Linked DNA regions of Mus musculus: regions 2, 3, 4, 5, 6 and 7 are each linked to region 1. The links are chromatin contacts, called in public Hi-C, HiChIP or PLAC-seq and promoter capture Hi-C maps. All regions are on one chromosome and are shown on one strand. Each heading gives the region's core, a stretch centred on a gene start, on an enhancer-like site or on the middle of the called end of the contact. The rest is flanking DNA. Distances are from core to core; before and after follow the strand shown.

The links. Promoter capture Hi-C pulls out the DNA fragments that hold promoters and counts their contacts. A called contact is a pair of places that touch in the nucleus more often than the background predicts. HiChIP or PLAC-seq counts read pairs in DNA pulled down with a chosen protein or histone mark.
Region 2: an H3K4me3 HiChIP or PLAC-seq map of embryonic stem cells shows a contact between it and region 1, with 15 times the contacts expected there. The contact joins the enhancer-like site here to the promoter of Epha4 in region 1. A contact is called at or near these places in 6 of 39 promoter capture datasets (the SN4741 cell line, cranial neural crest, hippocampal neurons and 2 more), 5 of 484 Hi-C or Micro-C datasets (the HL-1 cell line, Sertoli cells, cardiomyocytes and 2 more), 15 of 115 datasets of contacts at active chromatin or transcription factors (astrocytes, embryonic forebrain, embryonic limb bud and 7 more) and 1 of 9 other capture datasets (embryonic stem cells).
Region 3: a contact with region 1 is called in a promoter capture Hi-C map of hippocampal neurons, with 37 times the contacts expected there. The contact joins the enhancer-like site here to the promoter of Epha4 in region 1. A contact is called at or near these places in 2 of 39 promoter capture datasets (hippocampal neurons and liver), 11 of 484 Hi-C or Micro-C datasets (cardiomyocytes, cerebellar granule neurons, cerebral cortex and 7 more) and 15 of 115 datasets of contacts at active chromatin or transcription factors (astrocytes, craniofacial prominence, embryonic forebrain and 10 more).
Region 4: a Hi-C map of cortical neurons shows a contact between it and region 1, with 4 times the contacts expected there. The contact joins the enhancer-like site here to the promoter of Epha4 in region 1. A contact is called at or near these places in 1 of 39 promoter capture datasets (hippocampal neurons), 7 of 484 Hi-C or Micro-C datasets (the HL-1 cell line, adipose-derived mesenchymal stem cells, cerebral cortex and 2 more), 9 of 115 datasets of contacts at active chromatin or transcription factors (astrocytes, differentiating embryonic stem cells, embryonic forebrain and 6 more) and 1 of 9 other capture datasets (embryonic stem cells).
Region 5: a contact with region 1 is called in an H3K4me3 HiChIP or PLAC-seq map of embryonic forebrain, with 11 times the contacts expected there. The contact joins the enhancer-like site here to the promoter of Epha4 in region 1. A contact is called at or near these places in 6 of 39 promoter capture datasets (the 3T3-L1 cell line, cranial neural crest, hippocampal neurons and 2 more), 8 of 484 Hi-C or Micro-C datasets (the HL-1 cell line, cerebral cortex, cumulus cells and 4 more), 10 of 115 datasets of contacts at active chromatin or transcription factors (astrocytes, embryonic forebrain, embryonic hindbrain and 5 more) and 1 of 9 other capture datasets (liver).
Region 6: an H3K4me3 HiChIP or PLAC-seq map of embryonic limb bud shows a contact between it and region 1, with 6 times the contacts expected there. The contact joins the enhancer-like site here to the promoter of Epha4 in region 1. A contact is called at or near these places in 5 of 39 promoter capture datasets (cranial neural crest, embryonic stem cells, hippocampal neurons and 2 more), 10 of 115 datasets of contacts at active chromatin or transcription factors (SST interneurons, astrocytes, craniofacial prominence and 7 more) and 2 of 9 other capture datasets (adipose tissue and embryonic stem cells).
Region 7: an H3K4me3 HiChIP or PLAC-seq map of embryonic forebrain shows a contact between it and region 1, with 9 times the contacts expected there. The contact joins the enhancer-like site here to the promoter of Epha4 in region 1. A contact is called at or near these places in 5 of 39 promoter capture datasets (the SN4741 cell line, cranial neural crest, hippocampal neurons and 1 more), 7 of 484 Hi-C or Micro-C datasets (cerebral cortex, cortical neurons, embryonic fibroblasts and 3 more), 10 of 115 datasets of contacts at active chromatin or transcription factors (SST interneurons, astrocytes, embryonic forebrain and 6 more) and 1 of 9 other capture datasets (embryonic stem cells).

What each region holds. Positions count from the first base shown.
Region 1 is chr1:77,512,738-77,516,787 of GRCm38.p6, reverse strand. It overlaps Epha4 (Eph receptor A4), which reads left to right and starts at 1,700. Exons shown (of 18, transcript NM_007936.3): 1 at 1,700-1,847. The coding sequence starts at 1,757.
Region 2 is chr1:75,987,157-75,991,206 of GRCm38.p6, reverse strand. The region is part of intron 3 of Gm32622 (a long non-coding RNA gene); the gene reads right to left. Among named protein-coding and RNA genes, the nearest start is that of Gm29065, 30 kb to the left of the region's middle. Within about 2 kb of position 2,211, at least 2 of the 459 cell types and tissues checked have an H3K27ac peak or open chromatin away from gene starts, as enhancers often do.
Region 3 is chr1:76,069,060-76,073,109 of GRCm38.p6, reverse strand. The region is part of intron 5 of Gm32622 (a long non-coding RNA gene); the gene reads right to left. Among named protein-coding and RNA genes, the nearest start is that of Gm32737, 24 kb to the left of the region's middle. Within about 2 kb of position 2,054, at least 31 of the 459 cell types and tissues checked have an H3K27ac peak or open chromatin away from gene starts, as enhancers often do. A contact at or near this core is called in cerebral cortex, cortical neurons, forebrain and 3 more, where this site is marked.
Region 4 is chr1:76,154,806-76,158,855 of GRCm38.p6, reverse strand. No RefSeq gene overlaps it. Among named protein-coding and RNA genes, the nearest start is that of Gm32737, 62 kb to the right of the region's middle. Within about 2 kb of position 2,330, at least 1 of the 459 cell types and tissues checked has an H3K27ac peak or open chromatin away from gene starts, as enhancers often do. A contact at or near this core is called in cortical neurons, where this site is marked.
Region 5 is chr1:76,223,236-76,227,285 of GRCm38.p6, reverse strand. No RefSeq gene overlaps it. Among named protein-coding and RNA genes, the nearest start is that of Gm32737, 130 kb to the right of the region's middle. Within about 2 kb of position 1,900, at least 2 of the 459 cell types and tissues checked have an H3K27ac peak or open chromatin away from gene starts, as enhancers often do.
Region 6 is chr1:76,244,574-76,248,623 of GRCm38.p6, reverse strand. No RefSeq gene overlaps it. Among named protein-coding and RNA genes, the nearest start is that of Gm32737, 150 kb to the right of the region's middle. Within about 2 kb of position 2,218, at least 16 of the 459 cell types and tissues checked have an H3K27ac peak or open chromatin away from gene starts, as enhancers often do.
Region 7 is chr1:76,428,905-76,432,954 of GRCm38.p6, reverse strand. No RefSeq gene overlaps it. Among named protein-coding and RNA genes, the nearest start is that of Gm17751, 58 kb to the left of the region's middle. Within about 2 kb of position 2,099, at least 2 of the 459 cell types and tissues checked have an H3K27ac peak or open chromatin away from gene starts, as enhancers often do. A contact at or near this core is called in embryonic forebrain, where this site is marked.

The sequences.
Region 1 (4,050 bases), core at 451-2,950:
CAACCAGAAAGCGCCTGGAGCCACGCTCGGATTTCTACCTGCTCCACACCTTGCGGTGATGCTTGGATTTTTTTAACTCCATATTCCCATTTTAGGGGACAAGCTACTCATGAAATCCTTTGCATGTGAAGTTCCTCCATGAAACGTTTTCCGAGTTCTTCTTTCGTAGTCTAGGTGGAGGAAGCTGAGACAGGACTTTACGTACCGTAGTATGGGAGGACCTGACCAAATCTGTAAATAAATTACTAGCCGGGCTTGGACAACCTGCCTGGCTGGCTGAGGTCTTTGTCCGTTCTGCTTTGCTCCGGGTCCGCGCGCTCCCGCATCTGGCCGGCAGGTGGCGCGGTTGGTTCACGTAGATACTCTGCCCCTGCTGTTTGCAAAGTGCCTCCACTCAAACTCCACTCAGGCTGAGACCCAGACTTGGAGGAGGAAAATCTGGCCCGGGAGGGAGCCAAAGGAGGGGCAGCTTGAGGCGAGCACGGAAGGTGGATCTTTTGGAATCCCACCCCTTCAAACGCCTGGGGACCAGCCACCCAGTTTCAACTGGGGCGGGTCCCTTGGTAGCTAGCTGAGCTGCGGTTGGCGCTCAAATTGGCTTCCCCGGTGGCCTGAGCATCGGAGGACCGGATGGTGTCTGCGTCCCTGGGAAGTCGATGGTTGGCACCCAGAACAACGCGGGGTTGTGGGACAAGTTTCTGCGGGTAGAGCCTCTCATTTTGGTCCCCTGGGAGACTGTCCCCATCAGTACCGGGGAGACTTCGGAGTTCAGAGCCACAGTAGCTGCTCCAGGCAGCTTGCGACCCTCTGTCTGTCCCTTCTGTGCAGCAGGTGCTCGCATTCTTACAACCTTCCCCTTCTACACCTAAGTGTCCAGGAATGGCTAGAAGTGGTTCCAGGGACACTCCCTGGAAAGCACAGTGAGTTCCCGGTAGCTAGGGCTGTCGCGAGGTGATTTCTCCCTTCATAGTCCCGTAGTGGGCTCGGTCGATGTGAACACCCGGACCTGGCCAGGGATCACTTCCAAACGTTAGGAAGATTGGGGACAAGTGACCGCGCTCTGCTGCTGGGGAGATGACTGGGTCCCCCTGGCTAGGTAACTAAGAAGGAAAGGAATTATCAAGCTACGAAAGTCCCCCAGCCCAAAGCATTTCCCACGGAGGAACGCCATAAAGACACAAAACCTGGCAGTGAGGGTGGCTGCGTGCAGCAGAGAGCGCCCGACCTTAGCTGGGGTGGACAGTACAGAGACCCGACGACCTCGGCAAGGGGCAAGAGCCAAGGTGCAGGTCAACTTCAGACTTATTTCATCTCAACAGGAGTCTTTTCTCCCTCGCACACCTCCGGACTTGGGGCCGGGCGGGGAATGCCAACGTTTTCTGGCCTTCCCCACCGTCCTTTCGGAGTCTCTCGAAGTTCCCTCTGCCGTCCAAGGGATCGATCCCCAAGGATCGAGACAAGGTCTGGGGCCTCTCGTGGGGGCACAGACCCATCACTGCTGGGAAGCCAGCCTCGGGAGACCTTGAGCCCTGCGGAGGCTGGAGGGGGCGGGACCTCGGGGGTGGGCTCTGCACCGTGGGGGTGGGGACGTGGCGCTGGTTCTGCACTGCTATTGGTCACGAGCTCTGGACTGGCGGGTGTACGTCACGGGCCGGTCCCACCCTCTTGGCAATGTCTTCAGACTGCTGCACTCCTAACTTAAGCATTTATTCCACTGGGATAGAAGCGGCAGGAGCAGCGTTGGCACCGGCGAACCATGGCTGGGATTTTCTATTTCATCCTCTTTTCGTTTCTCTTTGGAATTTGCGACGCTGTCACCGGTTCTAGGGTATACCCCGCGAATGAAGGTAAGAGCCCGGCAGCCCTTATGCGGTCCGGGACCCGGAGGGGGTGATTCACTGATGAATGGTCTTCTGGAGCTCAGAACCAGTTAGGGTGGGGGGCGGGGGGTGGAGAGCGCGGCATGAGCCTCGCGTTCCCACTCCGGAGAAGAGTGCCGAACAGAGGGGATCCTCTTAAGTGGGGACTGAGGAGGATCAGGCTGTCTGAACTGAGAAGGGTGACCGATGCAAGCTGCCACTCTGCCCAAGTTTGTAGCGAAAGGCCAAAGTTTATCAGCATCCGCCTGCAGGGCCGGCTCAAGGCGCCCCGAGGGGATACACCGGGATTTGAAAACAAAACAAAAAAACGTGTGAGCAAAGTCCTCTACATCAGCAGCACAGGCGAGAAGGGAAACCCAAACGTAGAGCGCAGAGCGCCCGGCCTCTTGTCCAAGCCTTGCGAGCCCGGGTTTTTGCAAAGTTTTCCCAGCGCAGCGCTTCCCGGGACCCGGCTGCTTGGTCTCCGGAGCGCGCAGCGGTGGTGGCGCCGCTTGTCGGGCGCCGGTGACCTGATTTCTAGCACCGGGCCTCAGACACCTTTTTCTCCATCGGGCCGCGCACCCTGGAGGTTGCAATCTCAGGCCTACCTCTCCCCTACCCCAGATCCTTAGCTCATCCAGCAAAACTAGGGGACCAGTCAGCGAATTAAACATACCCCACTGTAAGCTTCTCTCTCCAGTATGGGGTACTGGACTAGTCTAGAAGGACAGGCATGACCGACGGGACCCATTCGTGTGCCGTTTTCTGTTTGTCTATTGCGACGTTCTGGAAGGATTGTTTGTCTGTTTTTCTGTCCGAGGTGAGGGGAGAGGTGGTGACCATTTAGTTTGTGATGGGCCTAGGGGGAAAGGAACACTCTCTGTGTCTATTTCTGTCCTTATGTGTCCCTGTCTCTCTATCTCTGTCTGTCTCTCTCCCCCTCCTCTCGTGTGTGTGTGTGTGTGTGTGTGTGTGTGTGTGTGTGTGTGTGTGTGTGTGTGTTTGAGGGCAAATGTGTGCCTGGCGCGGGTGTCTGCAGGAACCTGGACGTTTTGTGCCGGGTAAGCGAGTGCGCACAGTGTGTGAACGTGGGCTCCGGCCTGTGTTCGTGTTCCAACCTGCGCGCATTAGCTGTGCATCTGTCTCATCGATTCTTCCCACTCCGTACATCCATCTATCTATCCATCCAGCCAGCCAGCCTCCGTCTCCCCAGGCATCAGTCCATCTAGCTATTCCTGTGCAATCCACTATCATTTTTTCTGTTCCGAAGGAGGGAGCCAAAAACCAACTTAGGCTTGGCTAGACAGAGGGTACCCGGAGCTCTCCAGGCAGAGGTTTGGACCTTGTCGTACACCTGCCCACAGGCAGTGCCGGGGCGGAGGAGGGGACAGTGGGGGTAGAAGAGTGGTCTCTCCCCTACTCCGTCACATTCCAGGGGTTGTGGCTTCGATTTAGCACCTCGGCAGTTCCCGGGGCTTTTCCTCTGAGCGGAACCGCGTACCTCGCATTCTCCTGGCTATGGCTACTTACTTTACACACTTGTTAAGTGTCCCCAGAGACCTCTCTCGCCCCAGACCTAGAGGTAGTTAGAGTTAGGATTCTTTTTTTTTTTTTTTCTTTACCTTTAATTTCCCCTCTTTTTTTCTTTGGGAAGCAAGACTGGGCGCCCTAGACCAAAAAAAAAAAAAAAAAAAAAGGCGCTCGATGGAACCGTAGGCTAATGTTGAAAGCGGGGGGGGGGCGCGGGGGGGGCGCTGCACCCCCTTGCCCCTCCTTCCCTTAAAAATTAATTCATTTTGTTGCTTTTTATTCCTGTCACGTTTCCTTTTCTCCCTTTTACCCTCCCTTTCTACTCCCTCCCTTTTTTTGTAAATTGGGTCTTATTGTTCCCTTTGTGTCCCTAATCCACCTTACATAAATCCAAGTGGATGTAGCGGGCTTTTCTCTGGGGTCCGGGAGGAGAAGGGAGCACAGCTCCAGGCGGGAACGACCCGGGCAAGGCTCTACATTTTAGAATAATTAATAGACCCCAGGAATAAGGATCTTTCGGAGAGCTAGGGCAAAGGGGTTGGTTTTTAGCTTCCTGGATTTGAGGGATAGAATGAGAGGAGGTGGGCAGAATTCCAGGTCCTGGGGGTGAGACAGAGAGTTGGGGTACTCGGGCCGCCAGGACAGGGGCCTCCCATTCCCA
Region 2 (4,050 bases), core at 962-3,461, 1.5 Mb after region 1:
AGGCAGGTCATCTGACCTGATCACAACTCTGGGATGTTGACTGCTAGACCTTGACAGTTAAATTGGTCATAAGGTCCAATACTGCACCCACTGGTGTGTTTCAAAATGGAATATTAGACTGGCAGTCCTGCTTTGCTTAGAGGATGCATAAGGCCTTTGCATTAAAACCTTTCTTATAGCCTTCTGTCGTGGTGTACACCATCAGTAAGGCAGAAGGAGCATGGCGATCACAATTTCAAGGCCAACCCAAGCTATAGAGTAAGCTCCTATCTCCAAAAACAATATGCTTTGTACCATATGTGTTTGTTCAGGTGGATAACTGTTAAATTTCATATCCATGAACAATATTCCATAACCCCCGTATACCAGCCATTTGCTCACAATTCTGTTTAAATTTCTTTCTAATTAAGCTGTAGACATAAATTCAACCTTCAACTTGTTATTTTAATAATAATTGTAACAATTAACCCATAAGTGTTTTATCACTAACAATTATTAAATAATAACTTGTATGCTCATTAACATAATAAGTCTTGCTAATTGCATGCTGTCTCACAATGAGATTAACCTATGATCAGACAGAAAGCATAGGATAAAACAGAATCAAAGAATAGCTTTGGAGCCAGCTGGGCAATTGTTCAAAAAGTTTGTCTTCACAGAGGTAGGGGTAGGACTTGGGGAAGTGAGGGAGACACCGTGTTAAATCACAGTATAACAACATCAATTAGAGCAAGAAATGTACTGTAAGTGTTGGTGTCACTTTGAAAAACAATATCTTAGGTATGGTGATTTGCATGAGAATGACCCCAGAGGCTCATCTGAACATTCTGACCATGGTTTAGGAACTGTTTGGGAAGGAATGGGAGATGTGACATTATTGAAAGTATGTCAGTGAGGACAGGCTTTGAGGTTTCAAAGCCCATGCCATTCCCAGTTAGCTCTCTCTGTCTTATGCAGATAAGATGTAAGCTCTCAGCTATGGCTCCAAAGCCATGCCTGCCTGCTTCTGTGATCCCTGGCATAATGATCATGGACTCACCCTTTGAAACTGTAAGCCCCAATTAAATGCATTCTTGTATAAGTGAGTTGTCTTGGTGTGGTGTTTTATCACAGCACTAGAAAAGTAACTAAGACATTAGGAAAGTATTACTAGCTAAAGATTTTAGGGATGATCATGAAGACAGAGATTTGATTTTAGAATGACTGAAGATTCTCTTCCAGCCACAGGGGTCCTGGAACCCATATATAATATTGGTTTGCCAATAACTCCTGGGTATTGTACCTTAGTCCATTCAGTTGCTATAACAAAATGCTTTGGGCTTGATAATTAAAGAAAAAGAATAGACTTTTAAGAGCTGAGAGTGTAGCTCAGTGGTAAAGTACTAACAAGGATTCTGGTTTCAATTCCTGGAACCACTGGGGGGTTTAAAAAAAAACAATAGAATTTTGTTGGTTATAGTTCTGAACGTTGGAAAGTCCAAAATTGAGGTCTTAAAAAACTCTAGTGAAGATTTGCTCTCCTCTGCCAAGATGTCACCATCTTACTGTGTCCTTGTGTAGTAGAAACAGCCAGCAGGCTCCTTTGTAAGGGCTCTAATCATAAGCCCCAACCCAGCAATACTGTCTTACTGAGAATTTAATACTCTGGGAGAAACTTTCCTCAGCTGCAACATACTGATATTAAATGTTCTCTGAGGTTAAATTACAACTGCTGATCTTTTAATACATTTTCTCTTTCCTGTTTTCCTGCATACCTGTGTGTGTATGTATGTCTGTGTGTGTGTGCAAGTCTGTGTGTGTGCGCATGTCTGTTTGTCTGTGTGTAACACACATAAAAGTATATCCTATCTTTTCCTTGGGCTTCTAATCTTCATTCTCGAACATCTCACTAGCCACATTAACACATACTTTAATTAGTTATTTTTGTCCCACTACCCCCTGATGACAGAATTAGATTGGCCACTTATACTACTCTGTCTCTTATTTCAACCTTGATATTCGAGTTCAATTTTTAACAGTCCTGGGCCTCTCAAGAAGGTACCCACTGTGTTCTCTGAAGTTTGGAAGGCTTAGAGTCAGACAAGATGGGTCCATGAATAAATCTCTGACCTCTTCCACTGTTTTCAGAAGAGTTCACTGTTTCTTCAGAGTATCCCAAGTAAGTTTCAAGCTCCTTGGCTTACCTTCCAGAGCCCACTACAGTTCATCCCCCAAACTATTTTATGGCCACTTACGTCACCCATAGTGGGCTGAGTTGACATTATATTATTTAAACAGCTTGTATCTAGAACTTCTTTCTTGTTCCTTTCCAAGTGAGTTCATCATTTTGGATAGCCTCTTCTTTCTTCCTCAGACTTTAGATTTATCCCTCTGTCACTGTGAACACTGTATAAAATAGTTCCTCTATCTGTAGTTCTTCTGGTCCTGCATCTGCTGTTCATTGTTGCCCCGGCTCTCGCTGGCCTTACATCCTCAGAGGCCTTGTTATTTGTGGGCAAGTTCACCTCACAACACTGCATGTGGGAGTTACATGAGACATGGATGTGCACTTGGGTGGTTTGTTCCTCCTGGAAGGATAAATACTCTCTGCTTTCAGACATTCCAGAGCGCTGCAGACTTGAAATGACTTGAAACCTCATTCTTGTGATCTTCAGCCTTTCCACAGTATACAGATCCAGGCCCTGGATCTTCAAAGGCCTGGTTTGTATTGAGAATTCTCAAGAAAGAGTGTTTCCCTTAGCCAAAACAAAGCTGGGATGGCGCATTCCTTTGCTCGATTTGGATGATTTTCTAAGTCACTCTTTCAGTAAGCTTGGTGTCCTCCAGTCGTCCTGAGGTTTAGGGGAGGCACTACAACTCAGTTCCCTACTGAGCCCACTGTTGTCTCTTGCCCCCATCCTCCACCCTCCACCTTCCACTCCTACCAGAGGTCACTGATATCAGATCTGGCCAGCTACTGCCTTTTGCTCCTTCGGTATTGTTTCTGCCCTCTGACTTGTTCTTTTTGTTTTCACTGTGTCTGATGTCCCTGACAGCTTCCTTTCCTTTCTCTATAGTCTAGCCACACACCAAAAAGATTTTATTCCTATTTCACGCAGCATTTCTGGCTGCTTTGGCATAGGATTTCAAGGCGTCAAATTCACACTAGTGGGTAAAACAGAAGACCTGTCATGGACAGTGTCTTTCAGCCATATCTCTTGCTCTGAAAGCCTTGCTATGATTGTAGTTATTTTTCTACAGACGTTTTAGCAGCAGAGCATTTGGGGAATTGAACTTCTGTACACCCTTGGCCCAAGGACTCAGGTTCTCACTACAGTGCTCCAGAGCAAGAAGGTCTTTTCTTATTTTTTACTGAAAATTCCAAAGAATAAACAACGCCTGGGGTCTCCTTAGGTTCTCCATTCTCCATCACAACTACTCTGACAAATGCAAAGCAGCCATTTGACTTACATAAACATACTAGTACAAGTATTAGTCCATAAGTATTGTGGACCAATAATATTTTACTCTTACATTTCTGGAAAATTGCTACAATTTTCACGTCGTGCAATATTCTTTATGTTTTTGAGATGAACTTTTATGTGTGGGGGTGTTTCACCTGCAGGTATGGCTGTGTCTTTGCACTCTGAATGTGAAGTGCCTGCAGAGGTTGGAAGAGAATATTAGCTCCCTCTAGAACTGCAGTCACAGATAGTTGTGAGCCACCATGTAAGTGCAGGGACTCCAACCAGAGTCTTCCTGTAAGAGCAGTCACTGCTCTTAACTGCTGAGCCATGTCTCCATCCCTGAAATTTTTTTTTTTTCAACCATTTAAAAATGTAAGAGTTAGGGGATATGGAGATGACTCAGTGGATAAAAGAGCCTGCTTGCACAGTGTGGAAAATGGGTATGATGGAGAATGCCTGCAGTCCAAGTGCCGGGAAAGACAGACAGGAAAACCGCTGGAGCTCACCTACCAGCTCATCTTACCCAATCAGTGAACCTCAAGTTCAATGAGGAAATCTGTCTTTAAAAACAGAGTAGGGAGCTTTTTGAGTATAAAGAACATTG
Region 3 (4,050 bases), core at 805-3,304, 1.4 Mb after region 1:
ACTGAGGACTCCTACAAGAGTAGCCTCCAGCCCCAGGAAGCCATCTTAGCACAGACCTTCTCAATAGTTTTACTCGCTCTCATGACAAGAGTCTAAACTGCACACATCCAGCTTAGCTACTCTTTGACTTATGACCCTCAGACTCTGTAAACAAATATGTTGTTATTATTTTAGCCTTTCTGTTTGCAGAAGATTTGTTGTACAACAACTGAGATCTAACATAGCCCTGCTGCCATCTGGATGTGTCCTAAATCTTGCTTATCTATCCTGTCTATTGATGTCTCCTCCAAGGCCTGAGTTCTGTGAGGGCAAGGATGTTTATTCATTTTGTTCATTACTGTGCTCCCCAGTCTCAATACAGTTAAATGAATCACACTTCTGCTTTAATAATGAATTAAGTCAGTATCTAAGACACACGCACATACAATTAGATCAGCAAAAATGTACTATTTACACATATAAACACACACATACACTTTGATATCTATCAAAAATAAATATGGATTTGGATTGAAGTTGTGGGTAGAAATGATTGCCCTGGTCACACAGCAGTCACTTGCCATTGTGACCATGGTATTAAACTAGTGACCGACGGTAGGAATGACCTATTTTCCTACTGAATGCTAAAGATGGACTCTCATCAAGAAACAAGTCAACTGGTCGGTTACTTACAAGCTATTGGTCTTTCAGACAGACAAACAACAAAAAGGCTGGCACATCTTCCTACATCATCCTGATTGTCTTGGTTCAGGAAGTCTGGAAGGAGGCCTTAACCTCTGTCTATAAAAAGCTTCTAGATTATTCTACTGTACAACGAAGACTGAGGGTCCCCTGGCTGGATGTTGATCAACTATAGGTGATAGTTGGAGCCATTGTCAGGTTGTACTGGAGGCATTTCACAGAAACTCAGCATCTCTGAAGTCTCCTTCCTCTTGGTGTTTGCTGTTGCTGGGCACTGTGGTAAATCTTGAGAGAGTGCAGAGCTTGACAGAACTCAGGATCTGGGACATGAAATCGGACTCTTACCAAAGGAGACATCCAACCTAAAAGGACAATAGTCAACATTCACCCTCAGTCTTGCTTTTCCCACCATCCAAGCCTAGACTCACTCTACACTGAAACATCCATCGGGCTGAGGATAGATTTGCCATTCATCATCATCACCATCATCACCATCATCACCATCATCATCACCACCACCACCACCATCAAAAAGACACAGACAGGAGCTGAACAGCAACTGATTCCAGGGCAGAGCTGAAGCCACCTATGGAAAATGTGCACATGGGAAAGGTGGAAAACTCAAAGGGAACCTCAAGGGACACCAGAATTTAAGGACTTCCCCTGAAAAAGGAACCTGCTGTGGCATCTAAATTGTAGGGTCTTGGACACTAAAAGGAAAGCCAAACAGCAAAGTCCTTTAAACAAAGGCACGGCAGAAGAGACCATTCTTTACATTTAGAATTCGGCAAAGTAAGTTATCTAAACAAGGGGAACCTCCATCCGACTAGCTCATCCCGGACTAACAAAGAAGACAACGCAAAAAGTGCTGTGCACACAGCTAGGGCTCTGCTACCCCAGGGCTCCAATGTTCTGGCCATCCATTAACCATTCTGGCGTTTGGGAAATGGAAATCTCAATTGTTTTAAGAGTCTTTCCTTCCCCCTCTGCTGACCAATACCGCAGGAAAAAGAAAATCCCTTTAAAGTAAGTTCTTCTTTTTCAGATGTAATATTCAGTGAAAACCGTTGCATGTGAGATCATTTCTGTTCCTGTTCTCTGAGAACTGGGAAACGCTACACTATGTATAAGGGAGGTTGTAACTGGCTCCATTGGTGAAAGAAACAAACGGCAGGCATATGCTAATTCTCAGAGTAGTAGCTGACAGCATTATTCTTCATTTGGAAAGTATTTCAGTACTGAATGGAAGAGCTAGAACAAATATCCTCAGGCATTCTTGCGATTCCAGGGAGCTGTCAGAGGCAGAGATTAAACCCGGAGTTCATTTGGGTTACATGACGCCCTGGGCTCCTCGGCTGCTGACAACACGGAGTACCGGCCTCCCCTCTTGTTGCTCACCACTCATCCCTGCCTGCCTCATGGAAGGTGTCTAAAGGCTGCAGCCCCACAGTACCGACAGTACCACACGGCAGCTCTCCAACCTTCGGGCGTGGCGTGGGCCGAGACATAATTGATGCTGCAGCAGGTGGTGAGCTGACGGACGTGGGAGGTTGGAACTCCTTGTTCCCTCTGCCAATTAATTCCTAAGAAACATTCTAAAGAGAGACTTCCAGTCCTCTTTCTACTCCCTCTAGCTGGGAGGGGAGGCAGGATTCAGAAAAACAAGGAGAAAAGGAAGACAGAAACAGTCATTCATTCCTGCCATTCTTGGGGGGCAAGGCTTCTCAAGCCTTCTTCAGCACCCCAATATTTGGACAAGATCGTGATTTGCTATGGGGATGTTCTGTGCACTATAGATGTTTGGCAGCACTCTGCTTTCTACCTGTAAGATGCCAGCTGAACATCCTTCCAAGTTCCCATGATGGCTGCCATTATCTCCTGCTAAGAATTCCTACTCTGAAGCAGAGTATGGCACGTGCTTGTCACAAAACTCAGGAAGCTGAGGCAGATGGACCAGGGGTTAAAGCTACCCTTGGCTACAAAGGGAGACATTTTCTCAAAAGAGAGAATCACTCTGCTAAAGAGCACCACCCCCAACACACATGCATACACAAATGGCCCAGCAAACCAGACAGGCTGTAAGCAGTAGTACCTACAGTCCGTGCTATTATTCTAACCAGTGCTCTCCATGTAAACCGACGCTACTTACATATGCAACAAAACCATTAAATGAAAAATAACAAAATCTCTAGCAACAGCACCACCTTGCTCATTCTGAAATCACACACACAGACAGCAAAATCCTCCATCATGGTTGGGTAAGCCTCATGGTCACCTTAACATATGGTAAACCTGGAATCCCTGTGGTCCCTGTTTCTGGATGTCATCCCAGCCATTCTGCCTTGACCTTCCTCTTGTGGGTCCCAAAACTAGCTTGGATGAAGAAGGAAAAGACTGGCTATCAGGATTCATGGTGAGAGATTCCTCTATATCATTTACCAGTTGCAGAACTTTCAAAACATCCCTGGGCCTTCCAAAGATGCTCTGCTCACTTAAAGCCTCCATGAAGCCCAAGTACAAGTCATGTGGCTTCTATAGAACAGCAGGCAATGGCCAGGACTCACTTTCTTGTTGTGTCTCACGAGGGTCAGGATTATTAGCAGGCCAAGTGAATGGTCCAGGAATAAGGCTCCTGAGGTAAATTTGTGGAATTCACCTTTCCACTCAGTTCTTACTTCGCTGGAAGTTGCCTTTGGCTGACATGCAAACATATGACAAGAACTCCAAGCAATTTCTTCATGAAACACTGTCCAACAAACATCAACAAATAGCTAATGTGAACCGCCTGTGAGTACTCAGGTCACGTCAGTGAAGAAAGCAGATCAGATGACGGCCTGAGGAGGGCTTACTTTACCAATGACAGAGGAGTAGGTGTATGTAAACAGTGAACAAACAGGAAGACGAGACGGAGAAATAAATTACAGTGTCCTGGAAGCCAATAGATGGTGTGGGGGTGGAGCAAGCAAAGGACATCCAGTCACATATGTGTAACAGGGCAAGGGCAGTTATAGCTTGGCACTGGCATCGTGGATGAGAAGTGAAATTTAGACAGAGATGCTGAGTGGGTTGTTTCTGAGCTCCCTGGGGAAGGAATTTCCAGACATGGACCATCTAACCAAATGTTATAGTATTCAAACATCCACAAGAGGCAATCATGTTGACAGGAATAGAACAAGCCAGGGGAAGACTAGGAAATGGGGTCAGATGTCTTGCCGGGAAGAACTGAGGTGTCTGGCAAGCGTGGAAGGCACTACTCCATCTTAGCTGGAGTGCAAGTCCCTAGGGATACAAATCAACCCTTGAGTCCCCGACATAAGAAATGAGCAAGCCACCAGAGAGTGTGAGGTACCAGAGGAAAGGGGTCACGTG
Region 4 (4,050 bases), core at 1,081-3,580, 1.4 Mb after region 1:
GGGGAGGAAAAAGTGTAAGAGCTATAAGCATCCGTGACTAAAATGAAAGTATGCTTTTGGGATATAGCAAAGAAGTTCCATATAGAAATTCATGATAGTTGTATAAAAGTCAAGAGACGTGCTCAGGCTTAAGCCACATAAAATCCCAGCATGGAGCAGCAAGATGGGGACAAAATCCTACCCTTAGCTATGGAGCTATTAGCAATTGATAGATTCTGGGAGAGGTAGAGTCAATTTTCATTAAGGGTACAGCTCCTGGTGGGTAACTATCATCCCATAAAGCCCACACATCCAAGATGATATGGGAAATACAAACTCTACTTAATGAGTTTAAAAATTAAAAGGACACAAAGTTGGGTGGGTAGGGAAGAGGAAGTAGATCTAAGGAGGAGCAAGAGAGAAAGTGAATATCATCAGCATGCTTTGTATAATAATCTCAAAGATTTAATAAAAAATAAGGGAAAAGATCTCACCTATATTACAAAAAAATACAAGTTAGAAATGGCTGAGCTAAAGAGATATGTAAACAAAGGCACAAGCAGTGGAGCAATGTGTGGAACTACCATGCCATCTCTAGGTATACCATTCTCCTAGCATCTGAGTGCAAAACCCAAAGTTAGGTGATGACTAAGCCCATTGTTAGGCATTGCTACAGTTTGAATGTTCTTCAGAATCCATTTTCTGGAAATTCAATCCCCAAAGTCATGTGTTAATAGAATTTGGAGGTGGAGCCTTTGGAAGTGATCAGGTCATGAATCACCTAAGGAGCAGACTGAGCTCTCCATGGATTAATGGATTAATAGATTAATAGATTAAATAGAGACTTGGGTTAATGGGTTATTGAGGGAGCGGCTTTGTTGCAAAAGTGAGCTTTCTCTGGCATGCTTATTCTGTCTCACCATCTCACCAAGTATTGCTCTGCATCTCTGGACTCCTCTCAAGTCATCACCAGGAAGACCTCATGTAAGGTCCTTGATTTTAACCTTTCTAACCACCAGAATTTTAAGAAATAAATTTCTTTTCTTTATAAACTAACCAGTTCTCGGTTATTCTGTCATAGCAACAGGAAAAAAAAATCGAAACTAAGATAGGCTTCAATGAAGAGATCCAAGCAGGTTTCTTAGCATGTTTCCATAGCATATTATATCCTGAAAAACTGATTCTGTGGGCTTGATAAATACTACATGCTGCTGTGACTCCATAGGTAGCCACACTGACATTGTTAAAAGGCTCCAGATACACAAATTCATGTAACACTGCTGACTCTAATACTCCCAGACTTGATGATAGAATTCATATTGTTGCAGTGTTATCTTAAGAGAAAACCAGTGAGAAAATATGAAACTGGACACCTCTGCCCCCTCAAATAACATGTACCTTTGCCTAAAGGTATTTAATGGACTATTGAACATATGAGAGCCATCTGTTGATCTCTCTGGGCAAGATGTTAGAGATGATTCAGCCATAGAAAATAATACAAAAACTGTCACGAAGGAATATCTCTTCACAGCACATTACACCAGGATTACATTTTTTTCCAAACATATAGTAGGATTGCATCTATTTGCTCTTTTAATATCAGGCTTCATCACATGAATTTCTTTAGCCAATGAGAGTGCCATGTGACTCTTAACAGAAAAAGCTAGCATAGAAGGCTACACAACATTTTTCCATGGGGGAGATGGCTGGAGAAGCATATTGTGACGTCACTTCTATCTCCTGTGTTTCTTTCCATGTATACTATGATAAACAGACACATTTTATGATCCACAATAGACATGTTGACAAAGAGGACATGAATGTATATGACTCTGAGTCAGTGAGACTTGGGTGCTGTTTGTTACCGCCTCTGAACCTATTCTACCACATACCATATGTTTTCCATTTTCCAGGCTCTCGGTGCCTATCTGTCTTCAGTCTCACTTTCAGCTAGAAATACCACCATGATCCATGGGCTGAGTTCATCCTCAAACTCTCCCGGCCTTGTAGATGTGGACAATAGAGACTTTCAATCCTCAGCACCTCCCCACGCTCCATTCAGTGCTTCTCCCACTGTGTGGGGAGAAGGAGGCTCAACAGTTTAGAAAGATTCATGCCTAATTTTATTGAAATGGGAGCTGGGTACATTCCCTTTGTAGATGGTGTGACTGAATAATTCATTGAGAGCTTCATTATCTATAATAGTGATAACACACACTTTAAAACAAAGTATTGCACATATCCAATATCCTTGATACATTTCCGAGCAAATATGTGCACATATGTAATCAGCTGTGGTAATCAACCACACATCAACAAAGCATCGGAGTGTTTCAGGGGTGTAAAGATGCCGTTACAGTGAACAATCACTTGGCAGTGTGGCTTATTTTAATAGACACGTCGCTTTAAAATAAGTCTTCACCATCTGCCACAGCCTCTAATTACAAATGCAACAAGAACATAATTCACAATTGCATCATTAAAAAGTAAGACATAAGGGATTTAATGCATGCCTATGTCCTTTTTTAATGCAACAGACGTCTGTTCATCTTGCGTTTGAGACTCAAATTGGCGGTAAAACTTTCTTTCCCTCCATGCTGAAATTTCCCAGAGAGTGAAGCCTGCAGAAGTCAACAGGAAATCCATAGGAGGGAGCATAGACATCATGCATATTCATGGGCTATAATCCTACCCATAGTAGATTTACTTGTCAACACTATTTTTCATATGCAAAAAAAAGCCTTAAACAATGTAGATATGGAGATTTTTTTTAAACCTTAGTGCAGATAAGACAATGTCATCAGATCAATATAAACAACTTAGAGTCTCATCTTTAGGAGTCTTACAGCAGGCTGACTTTTCTGCAGCCCACTTTCCAAATGGTATGCAAAACTCCTTTGATAATTCAGGCTTCTGTGAGAGCAAGTAATTACTGTAAGAATACATAGTGCTAAAGTATCATGTTTAAGGTCATTTTAAATTTTTTCTTCCAAATGAAATATTAATTCCAAGGCAAAAAAAAAGTGATAAACTACCAATTTAGAAATTTAAAATTTCAACACTCTGCTGCCTAGATACTTTCTCTGAAATAAAGGCATTTTCTACCAAATAAATAAGAATTACAGTGAAATCCTTAAAGTCTGAATAGTTATATTAAAAGAAAGTTATAATCAACTCAACTTTGGCATCAAAAGTAAAAGTAATAATAAACACACATCATTTCTAAAGACTTAAAAATGAGCACTTAAATCTATTACCCAACTCTACAGGAAATTTAACAGAACCATAGAAAAGGAGAAAAAAAACAAGTGTATGTGCATAAACATGTATATGCCCATACAGCTGCCCTCAGAATCTATAGAGAATGGTTCTAGGATCAACCTATTATATTCAAGTCTCTTGCATAAAACATAATAGTATTTGCATAGAACATGCACTTCTTCCTATGATCATTAAATCATCTGTGGGTTACTTAAAATACATGCTGTAGTGTAAGTGTCAGGTAAGTAGTCTTACAGCATGCTAGTAACAGAACAATGAACACAAAAAAATCTGCCCATGTTCCATACAGGCAATTTTGTTTTTAACACTTCTGATTTGAGGTTGGTTGAATCCTCAGATGTGGAACACTAAGGCTAAAAATAGTCACATGGCCACTTTGGTAATCTCTAGAATAATCCTAAGTAAAGGGCAATAATAGCTTTTCCTAGTCCTAATTGGTTTCCCTTGTCTAACATCATCACCTTACATTATTTAAATGAAACTCATAAGTATTTTCAAAGCTAAGCCAAGAGGGAAATATCCATTGCCTTCCTGGTGTGAGATCATGCATGTGTAAAAGCTTCATGATGTCCCCAGGTAGAATGCTTCATGGTGCATAGACTGGTGGTATATATTTCATCCTCCTGCTCTCTAATTGAAATATAAGACAAATATTCTTACCATAAACTTTGATTAGCAAAAACTGCTATACCATCCATCTGCCCTTAACGTTAGCCCAAGAGATGGCTATCAGTTGCTTAGAATTCCTAATACTCGAATCTGAAAAGTCCATTAACCTCACCCACTACT
Region 5 (4,050 bases), core at 651-3,150, 1.3 Mb after region 1:
CCACCAAACCCAGACACTATTGCAGATGCCAACAAGAGCTTACTGACAGGAGCCTGATATAGCTGTCTCCTGAGAGGCTCTGCCTGTGCCTGACAAATACAGAAGTGGATGCTCACAGTCATCCATTAGATGGAGCACAGGGTCCCCAATGAAGGAGCTAGAGAAAGTACCCAAGGGGCTGAAGGGATTTGCAGCCCCATAGGAGGAACAACAATATGAACTAACCAGTAACCCAAGAGTTCTCAGGGACTAAACCACCAATCAAAGAAAACACATGGTGGGACTCATGGCTCTAGCTATATATGTAGCAGAGGATGGCTTAGTCGGTCATCATTGGGAGGAGAGGCCCTTGGTCCTGTGAAGGTTCTATGTCCCAGTATAGGGGAATGCCTGGGTCAGGAATCAGGAGTGGGTGGGTTGGGGATCAGGGGGAGGAGGACAAGGACAGGGGATTTTCAGAGGGGAAACTAGGAAAGGGGATAGCATTTGAAATATAAATAAAGAAAATATCTAATAAAAAAAAGTTAAGGCCTCTCACCCTGACTCCTTCATAAGACAAAAGGTCTGTCACCCATGTTTCTCCCTCCTCCATTTCCTCTAAATCTGGAAGAGTCCAGCCTTTGTCCAGATGGGCTAAGTGTACTTCACAATGACACAATCATAGGGACGAGACAAACAACTGAACAGCCCTTCTGTTGATCTTCAGAATCTGAAATTTGGATTGTAAATAAAAACTTTAAAGTGGCAAGGCTCGATAAGTTACTTCCCTTTTACGTATTAAGCACACAAACTTTATGAATCATAAGCATTGTTTTCTTATTTTATGATAAAATGAAGCTCTGATGAGATCTCAATGACGTAACTGTGCTCACTGCTGCTTCCCTACCACCTTTGGTAAGCACTGGGGTAATAGGCAACAAAAGCCATGGCGGTGTCCCCGGTTTCTGGAGAGAGCGCTATTACCCCAGTTTTGAGAATTAACCCAGCAATCTTCAGAAAAAGCAAATGGCCTGTGTACAAAGATATTTATTCAAATACTTTCCATGCTGCCAAAGCAAACAATAAACTCAACTGAAAACAACTAAGTGTCCCCCCCCAAATCATTTCGCGATGCTTTAGCATAGCCTTCTGCGTCCTTGAAATTACTGCTAATGAAAGCCATGTGAAAGCATGGGGCTACATTTGTTTCAAAACCTTAAGTGAAAATATTGAACTAGGAGATGTACCTACCCTCTGTCAACAGAGGTGAAAAGCTTTGCATGCAATACAGAAACAATAGGTACAAATTATTTACATTGTTGACCTGTTTAAAAGAATTTTTAATATTTCTATTTTTAAAAAATCTGCTTTATGTTTTCAAATGAGAAATCCTAAAGAAGTCCTTCACAGAGCAATGGGATGCTGATGAAAATCCAGGGCAGTGCCACATCCTTGCATAGGAATTTCCCCTCACATGTCCATTGAAATCCAGCTGCCTGTCTCACCAGTAACATTTTCTCAAAACAAAGACACCAAGTAACAGAGATTTTGTATTTTGTTCCAAGTTTTTTAGTTTGTTTGTTTTCTCTCTGAAGGATTCTCTTTTAACTTTGGAAGTGGAAAGATTAAGGAAAAAAGAATGAGTGCAAAAGTTTTTGTTTTGTTTTGATTTTGTTTTGTTTTAAAGCAACTATTTGGTGAGTGGCTACAGAAACACAAAACCACAGCAGAGAACCTCAGCCGCAGCTTTCACAAGAGTTAACAAGCAAATGCTGTTCTCACACCTACAAAACAAAGGCCCCACCAAAAATTGCCCATAGGAGTTTTTTTTTCAGAAATCAAAGTGAAAAGAAACTTACAGTTAGCCATGCCTTGGCCAGAACCCAGTGTCTGAAGGTTAAAGTGTTTTCCGAGGGGAAAATGGAAACCCAAGTCAATTACGCAGAGATGCATAGTAAATTGAATTTAGTACTCAAAGGTGTGTTATGCTTTGGAGCTGAAGTTCTCTGGACAGGATGATGTGGCAGGAAAGGGTACCCACCCAGTCTTCAGGACCCTGGGTGCTCATCAGAATGCTACCCAGCAGCTCCCCGGTGGCCTCCTAAAGGGAAAATCACAACCCTGCCGTTTCATGATTTTGATTTGATCTGAAAATGGAATAGATTGCCCAGATCTGCTCACGGGACAGATCTGTTCCAGGTTGGGATGTTCAGAGGCATGGAATTAGATTTTTGGGGAGTCATCAGTCAAGGTCACCCTTTGTCATGAGATGAATACTTCACAGAGGTTAGATCTCCGTAGCTGACACTCCCCAGCTTAAGACCACCAGACACATGCAACTATATTCCAATCTACCAACATCAGACTCACTATGTATAAATGCACTGTGTACATTTAGAAATTGTACTATATACAAATGAGGGTCAGGCATGCCCGTCAGAGGGTTTTAGAGTGACATGGTACATCTGAGTCCTTAGATCCTTTTCAGGAAAGTTCCAGGAAACAAGGTATGTTGTGAATGGCATCCTATCAGGACCTATCATTTTGCATCTTATTATTATTTTTCCCTAATCTATAGGAGAAAGAGTGTCACTAAGGTGACATATAACTGCCGAGCAAGCCATAGTCGCTCAGGTGACCCCAGAAGCTGGATTATGTGACAGTTTTGGTTTGTACTGAGTTAACTGTTTCTAAATGTGTTCAAACCTGTTTGCAGGGAAGCCGTGTTTTTATCTTGCTCAAACCATGATCAGAGCGAAGAATGGTCTGGTATTGATATTCCAAGAAACTGTTTATGTTCAACAGATCATTGTGGTCTAGCTGATACAGACAGACAAGCTCCCAGCTGACAGCACTGCACCTACATTTTTCTTTCTCCCCCTGAAGAAAATAATTGACTCCAGGAGTAAGTAATTAGCTCAGAAGCCAGCAAAAAGGAGACCCCAGACTGGAAACTATTGAATAGTAGTCAATCCGTGAAGCAGAAGCCCCAGGGAAATGAGCCAACTGACTCAAAGGTACTAATGTGGAAAAAAAACAAAAACAAAAACAAACACACACACACACACACACACACAAACCCACAAAGACAGGCACACCACATAGTTATGTAGCTAACCTGTGGAATACAGTGGCTCTACCTGGTGCATGCACACAGCCTATGTTATTCATCAGTAACATGATTTTTAACTTGATGAAGCTTCATCAGGCATCATAGAATCTCGTGAAGTTTTCCTGGTGTATTCACCTGTAGTGGAACACCAGCTCCAAGATATCTGACTCCTTCTTATGGCTTATATGGGCGCAGTCATCCATAGGGAAACATTCTCATGTGGGCACGTAATTAAGGATAGAATAAATCTTTAGTCTATTTTAATAGATTAATTCAAAATGGAAAGCTATCAAAATGTGGAAAGAGTCCTCCAGAAAAAAATCACCAGGTGAACTGAATATGCATTTCAGATTACATGACGCCTGCTTTTCTTGGATTCAGGATCTATGTCCCTTTCTCGGTTGGTATACTTGCTTCCATCAGTAAATATTCTCTGATAATCTTTGTCGAAAAAAAATGTCTCCCTAAGCCCAAACCCATTTAGTAACAAGACCATTTGTAGGCTCTAGTAGCTCGTTGGTTATTTGGTCTGATAAACATCTGTAAGGTAGGAGTTCGGATAACTTAAAAGTAGACAAAACCACATTCTGGGACATAAGACCTTATCTGTGATGTCATGACCCACCCCACTCGCATGCTCCTGTGCCTGCATTCCCACTCCCAGCACTGCATCCTTGGATCTCCTGTGGCATGTGTTGAGAACACAGTAACATTATGCACCGCACAACCATCAGGATCCCAGGAAGCCACTCAACAGTTTTTGGAAGCTGCAGAAGCATGGATAGCCTGGAGAATGGCAGAAGAGAGACAGTGTTTGTTCCAGTAATTAACTTTGCATCGGGAGGGACAGGGAGGCCCCTGCAGAGGGCATCTGATGCCTTTCCTCAAGGGCAAGTCACACTGGTACTGGGTGGATCTGTGACCTTTGAGAGATGGAGTAGCATTTGAGCATTGCCAGA
Region 6 (4,050 bases), core at 969-3,468, 1.3 Mb after region 1:
TGCTTGTCTAACATGGAAACTTAGAAATAAAGTTAACTTTAACACTGGTATAATTTTAAAAGAGCACACGACTTCAGTCAGGGAAGCTCTTCCATTGTGCCACAAACACACTAGACTGCATCCACCTGCCTGCCCTTGATCAAGTGGTCCTGATCCTGTGACCTACCATACTCTCATTTTACCCTGTACCATGCATAGTAGACTGAGCTTTCTCTAAACCTCATCTTCCCCACAGGATGGGGAAAGGCCATCTATCCCAAATGGTTCTATCATAATTTTATTAGACCGTGATAGGTTTCGTGATCCTGGTCCCTACTTGCATACCATGTATCCCATGGCCATAGCTGCATTGCAAATGTCATTCTTCTCATCCCAGTTTATCCTGGTCACCCTGCACCTTCCCAGACTGTTTTTCCTGTCACTGCTCCTACTGCATCAATCTCACACAGCACTAAGCTTATTTATTAGTCAAATATATACAGAAATGGTTGCAAAAGAAAACATAGAAACACATCATTTTATGAAATCTGAGTCATGAGGACATCTGCCAAAGAAATGACAATTGTCATGTTCCTCCACTGATATTTCTGATGCCCTCTATATTCTGAGGAAATCATTTTCGTTTTACCTAAACAGAGCATGGGTTTCCTGGAGAATGGATGCCATCTGACAGTAATGGAAACACTAGTACAACTCAGATACTTACGTAACCATAGAATTTGTCTTGTTAAATTATGTCTAATAATAGATCCAGAGTACCCACACTTATCAAACGTGAATCGCAGATCTAAGTCAGACCGCAGGACCTAGGGCTCCTTGGCAAGGGGAAGACTTGCTCAGACATCTGCAGACCAGGTAAGAGAGGGCTGACAGCCAGATAGGAGGGAATCCAGGATCATCCAAGGATGTTTCAAGTGTGGATGATACTGAAAATGACATACATAAGGTTCTCTTCCAAAAGTCCCCACATTTAACTGATAATCGGAACCAACAGGCACGTATTTAAGAGCATAGATGACCAGGCTATGCCTCTGACTCCTTCAGAAATTCCCTAGGATAAGGAAGAGAGTGGAATGCCTGGGATTGGTGACACAGCCAGTGGAGTCTGGTGTAATCTAGGAAGCTCTATATTGCATTTCCTTCTGCACTTTGGGGGATGTTCCAGGTCCCAGAGAGACATGGGCGGGAGGTGCTGCCTGCGTGGTAAAGACACCTGGAACCCTGGGAGGGCAAGGAGAGACATTGGGAGGAGCTGTTTTAAATTTCCCTTCTGCCAATTGAGACTGGCGAGCTAGAGGAAGTCGGAGCTCCACAGAGAGCTGGGTGGTCCCAAACATCAGCTTTAATTGCGTAATGCTATTGCCAGGTGTTTTCTTCTGGGACAGAGCCTCCGTGTGGTTGCCGACAAACCCTGAGCAGCATCCTTGGGAGTCTTTAAGCCTCAACTTATCATTTTACTTATGTTGAGAGGAACTTCAAGGCGGTGTAAATAATATATATCTCTTCTTTTTAAAAAATCGGTGTAAATATTTCATAGAATGTACAGTAAATAATAAATACATCTGAAGAAAACAATATAAATATTTGATAGTTTGCAGAGCAACTGTTAAGTCTGGAATTACATATGAATGCTCCAAAAAATTCAATAAATCCTAAATTACATACAAATGGCTCAGAAGTGACCCACACATAGTCATGGGTACAGTTTTTAAAACTGCTGTGTTGGCTTCTTAGCCAGGGGAGTGTTAAATCAAGATGTCATGCTGTTTAACAGCCTGCATTGTGAATCATCCAAAATTTTGGTAACTCCCAAGCTCCAGCACCTTCTGATAATACTTGGCTTGCATCTTGAAATAATAAAAACGCCCTCTGCCTACAAGAGAAGCACAGGGATACCACACCACACAGCTGCTACTTTTGATGCAAAGACTTTCCAATCCTGCAACAGCCACTCTCAAGGAGAGGCAGGATAATCAGCGTCAAATGCCTCTTACAAACAGGGCAGCCACGACTGTCTCACACTCATCTGCAGGTCAAGTCTCTGAATAGAAAGCTTCAGCGAGATACATCCCCCACCCCCACCCCCAGGATACCAGGGAATTCTTTTCTATTCATAAAGTGATCAGTCAGGCCACTGCGAACTTCTGTTCCTGGATCTGTCCCATTTTCACAGGCCTCAGCACTTCTATAATTATACAGAGCTCCCGGCTCTACAGAGCACATAAGCCTGCCTGTGTCCTCATCCACTTCGATTACTTTCCGTCATGTGTGCCCTTCAAGACTGAATCCCAGCACAGTTCCCCTGGGACATCATTCTCAATGAACCTAGCATATGGCTTCCCTGTAGCAAGTGTCCTAGAGAACCAAATAGTTGTTTGTATTATTTATTCATTCTTGTTCCCCAGAACCTAAAAGGGTGCCTGATACAGTCAGCTCCTTTGTTGGATAGGTGAATGCACGCATGAATGCACGAATATCTGTCTCACCTAGTGACCAAGGAGACTATTTTTATACATCATGTCCTTAGAGCCTGACACGGACCTCATGTACAATAGATGCCCAATAAAGATATACAGAGAAGGTAAATAGACCTAATCAGATAATGTGTCCATGTGTCTTTGTAGTGGAGAATTTTGTGTTGTGTGAATGAGAGTGGAGAAAAAAGGAAAGACACAGAGATCTTAAACTTGTGCCAAGATAAAGCTTCCCCCACTGAAACATATCCCTGGGGGAGATTAAAATGTGCGTGCCTTAACAAATGTTTATAAAAAGAATAGGTATAGGTTTTTTTTTTCTTCAAAATAAATTCACATTAAGATTTTTTCAAAGGCTCCTGGTTACACCCATGTAGTGTTTATATAGTACATACCTTTATGAAGCTGGAGACACAAGCACACTTAGCACATTAAATTTTGCACTTGATGGAGGCAATTTATTCACCTCATTTTCCCTTTGCAGGAAGCAAAGGCAAATTAAAGAAAAAGATCTAATGACTTGCCCAGAGGCACTCGAAGCAACAGCCGATCCAACGTCTTTGCTGCGGCACTGTGGAACACAGGGCTCTGGAAGCTTCCAGGGCTAAGACTGGTACAATGCCTCGGAAGCCATCTGAAACCTACCAGGCCGCAAATATACGTGGCAGGTGAGTTCCACTGAGGACTCTGGCAGTGATGGATACTCCAAGAAAAATAAGACATGATTCCTGACTTTGGAAAGGTGATGACCTAATTGACTGTTGACTGCCAGAATAGTGTAGTTGCGAAGGATAGGCACTCTGGAAGCACTTACATCTCAATGAACAGCTTTAGACATCCATCACTACATGGAAGAAGGGTGTCTCATTCAGATTTCCTCCACTGTGTGTGATTGAAGCAGAAAAGAAGCTTGATGTAAGTATATGGGGACCCAAGTGTAAGAAAGGGATAAGACCCAAAGGATGAGAACAAAAGCTAAATATGATGGATGGGTGCTCCTCAGTGCCTCAGCCTAACAAGCCTCTTGAGGAGACAGACCATGGCCCAAAAAAAAAAAAAAGGGTTTCCCCCGTAGTCCAGAAATCTTGCCCTTTCAAAAGTCAAAGTCTCAGGAGAAACAATCTGATCTTGTGGCTTAGAGTAAAACGAGGAAGATCTTAGTAGGGAGAACATTAAGAACTCCAGGGCCTTACACCCAAGAAGAGATTCCTGTTTCGCCACAGCTGCTGATGAGTAATTCTCAGAAAGGCAGAGGAGAGTTGTCTGGCAGAAAGAGGTCAGGAGGCTTCAGCAGATAACAAATGTTCCTTTCACAACAGTTCCTGAGAAAGGAGTTCCACAGTGTGGGGATTCCCTGGAATGGACTCAGAGAAGAAGCTGGACTGGAGATCAGTGTAAAAATGTCCCAGCCATGAACCCCCCCAAAAAATCAGAAGCAGCACGCAAGATCCAGAACCAGGAGGTAAGGTTGGGCAGCAGGAAATGAAGTCTATGGGGCTTACGTCATAAGATAAGTCCACTTTAAAATCTGTTTATTTGATTGCTAGGTAAGAGAACACACACTAATGAACAAATG
Region 7 (4,050 bases), core at 850-3,349, 1.1 Mb after region 1:
TAGCTTCTAGCCCATCATTGAGGTGAGGTCAAGCAGGTAACCTCATATCTACAGTCAAGAGCAGACAGAAGCAAATGCGTGTATCGTCAGTTGCTTGTCTGCTTGCTTTCTTGCTCTCATACAGTCTTCTCTTATTTTATACTGCTCAGGAGCCCTGCCTAGAGAATAGTGTGTTATACAGTGGGCTGGGTCTTCCCATATCCATTTTCAAGACTGCCCCACCTGGGGATTCATCCCATAGACAACCACCAAACCCAGACACTATTGTGGAGGCCAACAAGAGCTTGCTAACAGGAAACTGATATACCTGACTCCTGAGAGGCTCTGCCAGTGCCTGACAAATACAGAAGTGGATGCTCACAGCCATCCATTGGACTGAGCACAGGGTCCCCAGTGAAGGAGCTAGAGAAAGTACCCAAGGAACTGAAGGGGTTTGCAGTCCAACAATATGAACTAACCAGTACCCTCAGAGCTCCCTGATACTAAACCACCAACCAAAGAAGACACATGGTAGGACTCATGGCTCTAGCTGAATATGTAGTAGAGGATGGCCTAGTTGGTCATCAATGGGAGGAGAGGCCCTTGGTCCTGTGAAGGTTCTACACCCCAGTAAAGGGTAATTCCAGGGCCAGGAAGCAGGAGTGAGTGAGGAAGCAGGGTTGTTGAGCAGGGGGAGAGGGAAAAGGATAGGGGGTTTTAGAGGGGAAACCAGGAAAGGGAATAACATTTGGAATATAAATAAAAAAATATCTAATAAAAAAAATTTTAAAAAGAAATGCCCAGAGACCAACCTGATCTAGAGAATTTTTCATAAGACACTCCCCATTGATTCTAGATTGTGTCAACTTGACAATTAAATCTATCCAGTGAAGAGCCCAAGTCTGGCTCATTATCTCCTATCTCTGGAAGTACACCTTATTTCTTTCCACCCAGCTCCCATGCCCCTGTGGTCCTGCACTAATAATCACCATTCAGAGAATTCTACCTATTTGAAATTCCATGAAATGAACTCTTAATAAATAGTTTCACAAAGAAGGGATATTTAGAATCTATCCCTGCCTAGGGATGTTATTTTACCTAAAATACATTATAACTGTTCACAGTCATTTACCATCCTGTGGAACACAAAAGTCTCGCTCATCAACATACTTCCAGCACAGAATTTCCATGGGCCCAAGGCACAGTCAATGGTTCTTCACTCTACTGACTAAGAAGGGAGAATACAATCCTCCATTTTGTAACTTTGCCTGGGTTATTGTCCCAAGAGGTGGGTGTCACTTTGGAACAATAACTTGTCAACAAAGACATTCAGAGAGGACAGATCACCTTCAGAAAGCATCAGCAAGCATGAGGATGCAAAGAATAACTTTGATGTCAACAGATGCATGCTGAACTCCACCATCCAGCCCTGAGATACCGACCTGGTCACTTGGCTTCTTGGTACAGCAGTTTCCACATCAACAATGTGAGACAGGAACTCCTCACAGTGTTCCTATGGGAACCATGTGATAAAGCAAAGGACAGTGTACCACAAGAGACCAAACACACAATTATCCTCATGTAAAGACTGTGGTCCTATATGAGCTCATGTTTGTAAACTAGGGGAGGCCTAGCCATTAAGACTAAGGCTATGAAGATAAACGTCCTGCAAACAGACTTCCCTGGTCAACAGACAGTCATCTTGGTCACTTCTGAGAGCTCAGAGAAGAACTTCCCAGTGTCCTTTGAAAGCCTGTTTACCAAGAAGGACAATGCTTATGAATTTGAGGGTAGGGCAGCAACCAATGAATGTCATCTTTCCTTTATGTCATTGATAATAACCTATTAGAGGTACAGTTCTCTTTAATAAAGAATATACTTCACAGCTCCTCACATTCCCATTTCTGCACATCATACCAAATAAAAAGTCATGGCATTTGTGTCCTCCCCCCCCCCCCGATTGACTGAGTCCTAAACCCCAGATACATATATCTTCCCCAGGCTCATTGCAATTGTAGCCTTTGCTATTTTTCAACAAAAGACCATAACATCTATGCAGGGACCAGGAGTAAGGTCTAGGGTTCTTTACCCAGATTCAATTTTCCACTTCTATTCATATCAAAAGCCTTACACAGGTACCATCCGTAGCCTGGGCTGCATTGCTTTATCCTAGCCACCCCCAGACTAAGTCCTAATTAGGAAAAGGCAAAGTGGAGATCCTGTAACCTCACACACTCTTAAGAACCACAAATAAGGAGCTCATATTTTTGTCAGTATAAGTGGTAGATAATTTTCATTTAAGTATAAATATCAGATTTTTGTCCCAGACTAAAGCAAACCCTGATAATTATACAGTTGCAAATTATTGCGTTACAAAAAAGGTCTAAATTATCTCCTTCCAACATTTAATGAATTCATCCACTTAATGAATTCCCAAAATGCACTGCTTCCCTCCATTTCACGTTCCTTGAAATAGCAGATTTGTATGGCCGCTGGAAAGAAGAGTGATTCCCATGTCATCCTTCCAGAATACGATTTATTTGCCAAAAAGAAAAACAAGGGGTTGGGGGAAGAGAGAGAGACTAAATTGTCTTTGATCAGTGGGAATTAGTTACAAATGCTCAATAAAAATAAAAGCTGGATTGAACTCTTAATATGTTTAGGACTTGGATGATGCAATCACCCGAATTTAGAATTTACAAGGTTGCTTTGTTCGGCTCCTTCAGCTCAGTTCCCATGTAATGTTTGCTCTGGGGGCAAAAACATGAGGCATCTGGATGGAATCTATTCTGGCTTCAGGAAGACAGAAATGCCTACCCTATAGGAAAACTGTCCATCTTTAAATTAAATTCAATTCTAAGCAGCTTGCACCCTAACCAAAGCCTGCTTCTCCATATCTTTCTAAACTGTATGATTTAAATCATCTGTGTGGTGATTCTTCCCCCCCCCCCTATTTTTCCTGATCTTTTTGGAATAAATGTGGTGCTTGTTAACATGAGGAATTGATAGTCTGTTGCCATTTTCCATGGTCTTGACATTTGAGGACATTTGTAATCAATAAAGGCAGACACAAGGAAACAAATTTGATAACTGTTCTTAAGGAATAAAGATGGTCAAATATTAAAACAGGATTCAAAAGGAGTGTCCCAGCCAACATATATACATACATACATACATACATACATACATATATATATGTATGTATGTATGTGTATATATATATATATATATATATATATATATATATATATATATATATATATATATATACACACACATATATCTGTGGGTCAAAAATCCTGGTTGCCTATCTACATGCCAGCCAACCTTTGTATTTCTAATTTCCTCTCACTAATTTTTACTCATGTGACACATAGGACTAGGCCAAAATGCCATCAGAGACATGGATTTCCTAAGGCCCATTAATTTCATTCAGCACTTGGACATCACAACCAGCCAGTCCTGGGTAAAATCTGACACAGAGTCTGATCTATGGGCCACCATCTTTGTTTCTTCTAGTAATTGTGTTACTTTTCTTTCTGGTGGGAGTGTTTGTTTCTTCCTCTGCCCTTCATTTCCTTCTGATGAACTATGATTGCACACAACATTGCCTAAGACATATCTTCCGTGTAAACAGCTTCCTTCTGCCTCTTCCCACACTAACACCTCTCTGTCCAGCTTCTGACCTCCCAGAGACATCACCCACCTACAGAAGGCTTTACCTGTAGAACTGGTTTGTGTCAACTCTGGAACATGGTGGCAGCATCCCTACTTGGCATGTAAGGACAGATTCAATTGGAATATGTATGGCGCTCCCTTCAGATATGGCTTGATATTGTTTTTCTAATAGAGGCCTGTAATGATAACAATAATACTGTCTTGACCCCAAGAAAAAGTTCCAGAGTCAAAATAAAGAGGATTAAAGGAAGGAAGGTTCTTGCCACGACTCAGCAGAAAATCTTGGGCTCTTTTCAAGTCATTCATCCCAGGGGGTTTTCTCAGTCTCAACTTTTCACAGAATGAAGCTATTAGCACTTGAGCATGTGATATTAGTGCTTAATTAGAGAAGAT